2 separate regions of the Hordeum vulgare genome follow, and region 2 is linked to region 1. The links are chromatin contacts, called in public Hi-C maps. All regions are on one chromosome and are shown on one strand. The core of a region is the stretch at or near the end of the contact, and the rest is flanking DNA. Distances in the headings are between cores, read along the strand shown. Region 1 has its middle 26 kb from the start of LOC123413008. Region 2 holds the start of LOC123410301 (peroxidase 45-like).

What was found. A called contact is a pair of places that touch in the nucleus more often than the background predicts.
Region 2: a Hi-C map of leaf shows a contact between it and region 1, with 2.4 times the contacts expected there. The contact joins the promoter of LOC123410301 here to the enhancer-like site in region 1. A contact is called at or near these places in 2 of 6 Hi-C or Micro-C datasets (leaf and seedling).

What each region holds. Positions count from the first base shown.
Region 1 is chr7H:572,826,699-572,831,587 of MorexV3_pseudomolecules_assembly, forward strand. No RefSeq gene overlaps it. Among protein-coding and RNA genes, the nearest start is that of LOC123413008, 26 kb to the right of the region's middle. Within about 2 kb of position 1,288, at least 3 of the 3 cell types and tissues checked have open chromatin away from gene starts, as enhancers often do. A contact at or near this core is called in leaf and seedling, where this site is marked.
Region 2 is chr7H:573,388,868-573,393,338 of MorexV3_pseudomolecules_assembly, forward strand. It overlaps LOC123410301 (peroxidase 45-like), which reads right to left and starts at 2,395. Exons shown (of 3, transcript XM_045103222.1): 1 at 2,053-2,395; 2 at 1,584-1,941; 3 at 852-1,452. The coding sequence starts at 2,271. The coding sequence ends at 1,079.

The sequences.
Region 1 (4,889 bases), core at 38-2,537:
AAGTAAGGAATAATGGAAAAACTATGTAAAAAAATCGGGACAAAACACGAGGTTGTGGCCTCTGACAAGGTGGCCCGCCCATCTGGCGCTCACTTTCAGGTGGCGGTCCCCCCCCCCCCCCCGCCCTGTCCCACACACACACACCCTCACTTGCCCGGTCCTCTGTATGTCTGGCCATTCCTAGTTCTCCAATTCCAGGTTTCTCTATTTTTCTTTGTTTTTTCTTTGGGTTTACGTTCTATTTTATGTTTCCTTCCTTTATGCGAACATGTTTAAAAGTTTTGAATTCGTGAACATATTTCAGAAATCATGAATTTTTTTTAATTCGTGATCTTTTTTCAAAGTCATGAATAACTTTTAAAATGTAGAACATTTTTTTTGTAAGCTGGATATTCTTATTTGAATTTTGAAAATGTTGAATCGGAAATTTGTTTTAGAAATTTGAGAATAGCTTTGAAAACTAATGAAGAATTTTTTAACTTTTGAAGAACATTTGTTTGAAATGCATGAACATATTTTGGATTCGTGATCATTTCTTAAATCGTGAACATTTTTTGAAACATTATTTTTTAACATATTATTTGAATTATTGAGATTCTGTTCAAGTGATGAGCATCTTTCGAATACACGGACAGTTCCGTGAACATTTTATCAACCTTTCTATTCTACAAATATTTATGATTTGTCTATCATTTATCAAAATCTTGATCATTCAGAAAATCAATCTGAACTCACATACAATTTTTACAATTCGAGGACATATTCTTCCAAACTTTGAAGATTATTTGAATTCATGAAAAATAAATCGCACATATTTTTCGGTCATCATATTCAGAAAACGTCCATTTAGTGGAAATACTAGTCATCAAAATCAAATAATGTTTAGTGAAATCAAAAGTTGTTCATCAAAGTCCAAAAATGTTTATCTAATTCCAATAATCTTCATTAAATTCAAACTTTGTACATTAAAAACAGAAAAGACCATCATAATCAAGAAATTTTCATAGAAAATTAAATATGTTTTGATCAAAATATATAAAATGTTGAATAAAACTCAAAATAATATTCATTTCTCAAAATCTTGAACAATTTTTTAATTTTCTAACTATTTTTGAAATCTGAAGATTTTTGTAAATCCCAAACTTTTTAAAATAAGCAAAAACAAACAAAAAGGAAAAAACAGAAAAATGAAAAAAAATCAAATACAGGGCCGCCCTTTCGCGAGGGCCGCCCCAACTTCACACCTAGGTAGAGTGTGTGGGCCTGGGGGGGTGCATTTTGGTAGGCACATAGCGTGTAGGACGGACCTTCCCTCCACCTCGCTCTAAGAGTTACATACGGTGGGAAAGCGCATATGGTGCTAGTTCTTTTGGTAGATTTTTTAGGCTTTCAGAATAATCTACACCCTACAGGACGTGGAGTTTCTCCTCCCGAACTCAAGTGAGCTCGGTAAACAGTAAAATCAAAAGAAAAAAAATCTTGAAACCATTCAAACAATTTCAAATTTATTTAGTTAACAACGTTGACAAAGTTCTAAGTGTATGCAAAATTTTGGCCTGAAATAACATTTCGATAAGGTGTGGCAAAAAGAAACAAATCGATTCTCTGAAAATGCGCATTTTGAATGTATAGATTTTGTTTTTTTGACACATCTTATAGGAATGTTACTTCAGGCCAAATATTTGCATGCGCTTTGAACTTTTTTCATTTTGTTCACAAAAAATTCAGAATTTATTGAGCCATTTTTGATTTTTTTATTTACTGTCCACCGAGCTCATTTGAACTCGGGAGCAGAAGGGCACTTTCCCCTCTATCCAGCTTCTCCTAGAAACACAATTAAAAATATTTTTAAAAAGGCCTATTAATCAACTCTTAATTAGTAGACTTTTTAAAAGATAAATTTGATTGGACTTTTAAATAAGCTGGGTAAAGTATTTCAGTTTATTCTAAAAGCTATTAAAAAAACTGACCCCATATGACGCTCTTTGCGTCAAACAGGTGTCGCTACATACAGACCATCCCACTGCTATGCATCAGAAGGGAGCAACTAGTTAACGAGCGCTCCCTCGCGAGCCTTCGAGCGATCGCTCCCGCACGTCGCCACTTGGCGCGTTTTCAGCCGTCGCCACATGTTGCATTTTGAGCATTCCCTTCGGATTTTATTTTTTATTTTTTCGCACGCGTTTTCATCTTTTTGAGTGGCTTTTTTTTTTATTTTTTTATGTTATGGTTTTTCACCGGTCATTTCTAACTTTTGGATGAAAAAAATCAAGTTTTTTCGCAAAACATTACGTTTTCTTTTTTTTTTTTACGCGAAAAAACTCGTTTTCTGTTGTGCCTCTCGAAAAAGAAAAAAATGCGTTTTCATTTTTTGCGAGAGACACGGTTTTACTTTTATGAAAGGCACGGTTTTGCATTTGCGAGAGGCACGCCCGTGCTTTCGGAAAGGAAAAAACGTGTTTTCTGTTTTTTTTAGAGACACGGTTTTGTTTCCGCAAAAGACAAGGTTTTGCCTTCGCGAGAGGTACACCCGTGCCTCTCCCGAAAGGGAAAAAAACGTGTTTTCTGTTTTTTTGCGAGAGGTACGGTTTTGCTTCCGCGAAAGGTACGGTTTTGCATTTGCGAGAGGCACGCTCGTGCCTCTGCCGAAAAGAGAAAAAACGCGTTTTTTGCTCTTTTTTTTGCGTGAGAGTCACGGTTTTGCTTTCGCGAGAGGCACGGTTTTGCCTTCACGAGAGGCACGACCCGTGCCTCTCGGAAAGGGAATGTTTTCTGGGTTTTTTCTATCGCGTGAGGCACGGTTTTTTTCATAAAAAAAAAGTTTGTCAAAACCTATCAACAAGGAATCTAGTTTTGAAGATCTTGACGCGAGAAAGCCAACAGTGAAAACGGTTCGAGATTTGAACGCACGGTTTATGAGATAAAACGTTTTAAAAATACGGATCTAGGAAAAAAGAGAAAACTCCCAGGTTACGACAAGTGACACGTATACAGTGCGTCATTTATCACAACGTGTGAAGGTGGGAGTAACTGTTGAAGGTTGTATTCGCTAATTAGTGATTTCGTCCAACTGACAGTAGCGTCTCAGTGACGGGCCAAATGGGCTAATTTCTACGCTCCAATTTCTGTTTTCAGTTGTTTTAATCGCTCTATTCGACTAGTAGTTGCTTCTCTTTCTGTTTTCCCCTGGAAAAAAAACTGTTTATATTCCTATATCCAGGTTTGGACTAGGAGCTGCTCATATTTCTGATTCGATCGCACACCTAGCAGCCCATTTCTTTCATTGCTTTCGCAATCGCTAGAAAAAATAGTTATTTTTATCTTCTGAAAAATATAGCTACAAGACATGAATAGAAACAGAAAATAGGAACAAAAGCTGGTTCTGACCGCTGTTTCATTGTTACAAGAAAAACCCAATTGGTTCTTTCATTCAAAAAATGTTCAAGGCAACCAGAATTATCCATCAAGTCAAAAGTTATAATTTAAATTCAAAAATTATTCTCAGATTCAAAAATGTCCGTAACATTTGGAGAATGTTCTTCAATTGAAATGTACTGGCATTAAAGAGTTTGAAAAAAATTACTGTTTGTTTTCTTAAAAAATGTGAACAACTTGGGTAATACGGATATAGCACAAACAAGAATATTTTTTGAAAAGTCAAACTTTTTCTGGCATTGTAAATTTATTCGAAAACAAGAAACATTTTCTAGAATTCTTCAAAAAAATAGGAAAGACAAACATTTTTCACAATTTGTGCTCAAATTTTTTAATTGAAAACATATTTTGAAATTCCTCTATATTTTCTAAAACATGGACATTCTATTTATGACATTCCGGACAGAATTTGAAAAGGAGAACATTTTTTGAAATTCCTGAACAATTTTGAAAATATGAACATGACAAAATTAGAAAATGAGAGCACTTTTTGAAATTACTAAGCATTTACTAAAATAGGATCATGTTTTGAAATTTTATATGAAAATTGAAAACAGGAACATTTGTTCAAGTTCCTGAAAGACATTTTGAAACACGAACATTTTTTGAAATTTTGAACAAATGAGAACATTTTTGAATTTTCTGAACATTTTTTAAATTGCAAGAAAATTTTGAAAACAAAAACATGTTGTAAGATTCCAAATAAATATGTAAAATTGTCAAACAAAAGAAACGTAAAAAATAATAAAAGGAAAGAGCAAAGAAAATAAAGAAAATGAAAAAAAGATCAAAAAGAAAAAAATGAAAAACAAAAACGGTTCAGGAATCTCCTAGAAGGTTATAAAGGAAAAAAAACAGCTGGGAACCACCTAGAAGATTCCGAAAACTGGAATTGTTCAAATATTTGAACGGGCCGGCCCACAGGACGCTCCTCCATCTGCCCCTGTGCGTGACCCCAACTACTTGCCGCAGTGAGTGACAAATAGAAGTTTCCATAGAATGGCATATGTTCTTGTACATAGCCGATATAGTTTCCAGTAGGGGCAGTTTGAAGCGGGCGCGTCCATGTAAGGGAGGCTGGGGTTGAACTCTCCAAGTTGTTTTTTGAAGGTTCTAGAAGGTTCCGCTCATGGTTTATTCTATTCTCTTTCTTTTTTACCTTTTCCCAGTTGTACCATTCGATTTTTCTATTTTTCTGTTTGGACTTTTCCAAAAACAAATATGTGAGCATTTCTTAAAAACACGTGAACATTGTTTTTTTCCAAATTCATGAGCATTGGTTCAATTTGCAAAGATTTTTTTAATTTGTGAGCATTTCTTAAATATATATTCATTTAAATTTTGCTAAAAAATCTTCTGTCTTTTTAAAAAAGTCATAATTGCCTCATTTTTTTCTTTTATTTCCTGATTTTTTCCAAATCAATCAAAAAAACGAGAGATGGAATAAATTTAGA
Region 2 (4,471 bases), core at 1,145-3,644, 560 kb after region 1:
CAACAAACTGAGCAAGCTACGTACATTGTAATTTGCTATATATATTTTACAATAACTTCCGCAAGAATCATAGGACTAGTACAAAGGAAATATTGATATAAACGTGCGGGCGTGCAACCTGAACCTGATCACGCATATGGTGCTGTTACGTACCTAGTGGGAATTGCTAGTTAACGCATGGTGCACTCAATTGCACTAGTTATAGTGCTCCATTTCAAATGTCGTGCGAGCAAGTGCCGATCATGGGCGTTTGACGTTGATGAAGTTAGGTCCTGGGCTGGTCACAATAAAAGTACCATATGTAGTACCCACGCCGTTTCCTTTTTACTACGTATGTTAAATTTATCTTATGTCAAACTTCATAAACTTTGGCAAATTTATATACAAAATTATCACTATCTATAATACTAGAGATGTACAATATGAAAAATTAAATCAATGATACATTTATTGATATCGATTTTCCATTGTGAATGTTATTTTTTTCCCTACAAACTTAGTCAAACGTTAGTACGTTTAACTTAGGACAAATATTATATGTTTACTAACAAAAACTGAATGGGTATCATGCGTATCAATTAGATATTGTTGCTGAGGTAGCACATAATCAAATTAAAAATAATAATTAAGTAACATTACATGATACCGTATTATATTAAACGATGTATTACTATGTATCATGTATGACAACAAACAAGCTGTGCTTCTAAATTATGTTACTATGTAATGTGGAGATGATATTACTACTACTATCCCACTATTATATGATTTGATTTTGGTGCCGGTCGGCCTAGATCCAGGCTAGACAGCTAGAGCCATCAACATGCTATTTTGTGTTGGGGTCTGACTCATTCTCACACAAGACATCTGCATCTCAGATGTTCCATCAACATATCCAACGGCTGATCCTCAAAAAAGAAAAAACATATCCAACGGTAAAAGGATTGCACACTACCCAGTCGATCGATTAGTTGAAGAGACACCGGTGGGCTGAGCCACGTCCATAACAACTTGATCGATCTTATTACAGTTACGTCATGGACAGTTTTCCTTTTGAAGGCCGCCGGCGAGTCAGTAACTAATTCGTGTACCGGCAATCACGCCGTATCTCGCCGTCGGCCGCGGTCTTGACCCCGACCCTGCCGAGCTTGGTCATGGCGACGGTGAAGTCGTAGAAGAAGGCGCCCTGGTTGGACGCGTAGTAGTTGACGGCGCCCCGTGACCTCGGGTCCGTGTACAGCACCTGGTCGGACCCCAGGAGGCCCCTGCCGCCCTGCAGGTTCCTGTAGTAGGAGTTGTCGAACCCCAACGGCGTCGGGTCGAGGAACGCGGAGCTCTGGCTGCTGGTGCAGGTGCCCCGGAGCTGCGCCGCGAAGCCCGAGTCCATGCTCGGGTCGGTGCCGATCCTCGACTGGAAGAAGCTGCAGTCCGCCGCGCCCATGGTGTGGCCACCTGGATTCGCGCGCAAGCGATGCGATGCGATCGTGCAGGCAGCGAGATTGTCAACATGTCGGCGTGCGTGCGTTGCAAATGGGGTGCAGACTTCAGAATCAGAAGAAGTTGACGAGTGCTAGTTCAGTCACCTGAGAGCGCGATCATGTCGGTCTGGGAGAGGCCCAAGCCTGAGAAGAAGGCGTTGAGCTTGTCGAGGTTGAAGTCGACGTGCGGGAGCACCACGCTGCTCTTCGTCGACACCTTCCCGTCGTACCTGCCCAGCTCCACCTGGTAGTACGGCCCACCGCTCTGGACGACGGATTCTCGAGCGGCGAGGGCGAGTATGTCGGCGCAGGACACCTTGTAACGGCACTGCGGGTCGTTGTCGACGGCGGCCTTGGCGTCCAGGACCGTCTGGAACCCCTGCGGCTTCAGCGACTGGTCGTCCGGGCTCCGCCACTCGTCGTCGCCGTTCGAGTTGACGATCATGATCGACGCGTCGCAGCCCTGCAACGTGCACGACAAAGTACGTACAAGCAGATATATACCTCCGTCATCATCGATCAGCTCATCAGAGTCGACATCTATATATAAGAGGTATATAGTCGTGTTGTGTACCCTGACGGCGCAGTCATGGAAGAAGAGTCTGAGCGTGGCGGACGCGGAGATTTGGGACTGGGCCATGGACTGCCTGACGGAGTTCCGGATAATGGTCTCCAGGTTGGGGCAGATGCTGGCGTAGTACCCCGGCCTCAGCTGCGCGGCGGCGAACGGCGAGCGGAGCGCCGCGACGACGAGGAGGAAGAGGAGGGAGGCTGACCATCCAAGGTTCGCCATGGGTCGATCGATAGGTCCCTTTCAATTGCTTCGTGAAGACTGTTGCCTAGCTAGCTTGCGTGCTCTTCCAAAAGTGTGGCTGCCCGCGCCGGCTAGCTCGTGCCTTACCGGTTTTAGCTCGGTCGAGATACATGGAGGTTGCCCGTGGGGTTATATAGCCCAGAGCGCGATCGAGGTCGACTTTTCTGGTAGCGTGGCTTCTGCCCTAATCCAATCCTCGTCGCTTGAGCAACAGCTAGATATTTGCCACTTGGGGTTTGGTCAAAGTGGCATGTAGTATGTACAAGATGATGCTCGTGCCACAACACAGCTCATTTGACACGGTGTGCACGTAACGGCCGCAGGCCGGAAGTTCAGAGCCGAGGAATGGAAAGTGCCGTTGCACGCTGACGAACGAGCTGTTGCTCCTCCAACCAGTACGCTGATCAACTTCTCATCATAGTCCTTCGCGTCTAGGATAGTCTAAAACCCATGCGGCTTTGAGCAACTCCAACCGTCCAACCCGCTGACCTAAACGAACATCCATTTTATCTATATTTTGTTCATTTGGGTTGGTTCAACGGACACCAACATCCGTTTCACCGTTTGGACTGGTGCATACGTCTAACGCTGGTCCGATTCATTTTTATCGTCATGCGAAAAAAATATAAAGTATTTGCGAAAATAATAAACAGGCATAATTAAAACATTAAAAGCCGGACACGAAAGCCGGCGATAGTCCACACGTCCGAATTAAATTAATTAAAAAAACTAAAACTACAAGGCAGCCCTAGACGGCGGCTGTTGGAAATATGCCCTAGAGGCAATAATGATTAGTTATTATTATATTTCTTTGTTCATGATAATCGTTTATTATCCATGCTATAATTGTATTGATTGGAAACACAATACTTGTGTGGATACATAGACAAAACACTGTCCCTAGTAAGTCTCTAGTTGACTAGCTCGTTGATCAAAGATGGTCAAGGTTTCCTGGCCATAGTCAAGTGTTGTTACTTGATAACGGGATCACATCATTAGGAGAATCATGTGATGGACTAGACCCAACTAATAGACGTAGCATGTTGATCGTGTCATTTTGTTGCTACTGTTTTCTGCGTGTCAAGTATTTGTTTCTATGACCATGAGATCATATAACTCACTGACACCGGAGGAATGCTTTGTGGTGTTTGCGTAAGTAAGATGCGATCCTACTAGATACCCATGGTCACCACGTAAAACAAGCAACAATAATTAGAGGACGTCTAACTTGTTTTTGCAGGGTTTGCTTGTGATGTGATATGGCCAACGATGTGATGTGATATATTGGATGTATGAGATGATCATGTTGTAATAGTTAATATCGACTTGCACGTCGATGGTACGGCAACCGGCAGGAGCCATAGGGTTGTCTTTAAACTAATGTTTGTGCTTACAGATGTGTTTACTATATTGCTAGGACGTAGCTTTAGTAGTAATAGCATGAGTAGCACGACAACCCCGATGGCGACACGTTGATGGAGATCACGATGATGGAGATCATGGTGTGACGCCGGAGACAAGAAGATCGTGTCGGTGCTTTGGTGATGGAGATCAAGAAGCACATGATGATGGCCATATCATGTCACTTATGAATTGCATGTGATGTTAATCCTTTATGCACCTTATCTTGCTTAGAACGACGGTAGCATTATGAGGTGATCTCTCACTAAAATTTCAAGACGAAATTGTGTTCTCCCCGACTGTGCACCGTTGTGACAGTTCTTTGTTTCGAGACACCACGTGATGATCGGGTGTGATAGACTCAACGTTCACATACAACGGGTGCAAAACAGTTGCACACGCGGAACACTCGGGTTAAGCTTGACGAGCCTAGCATGTGCAGACATGGCCTCGGAACACATGAGACCGAAAGGTCGAGCATGAATCGTATAGTTGATATGATTAGCATAGAGATGCTTACCACTAAAACTATTCTCGACTCACGTGATGATCGGACTTGAGATAGTGGATTTGGATCATGTACCACTCAAATGACTAGAGAGATGTACTTTTTGAGTGGGAGTTCTTAAGTAATATGATTAATTGAACTAATTGTCATGAACATAGTCTAATGGTCTTTGCGAATTACGATGTAGCTTGCGCTATAGCTCTACTGTTTTTAATATGTTCCTAGAGAAAATTTAGTTGAAAGTTGATAGTAGCAAACTTTGCGGACTGA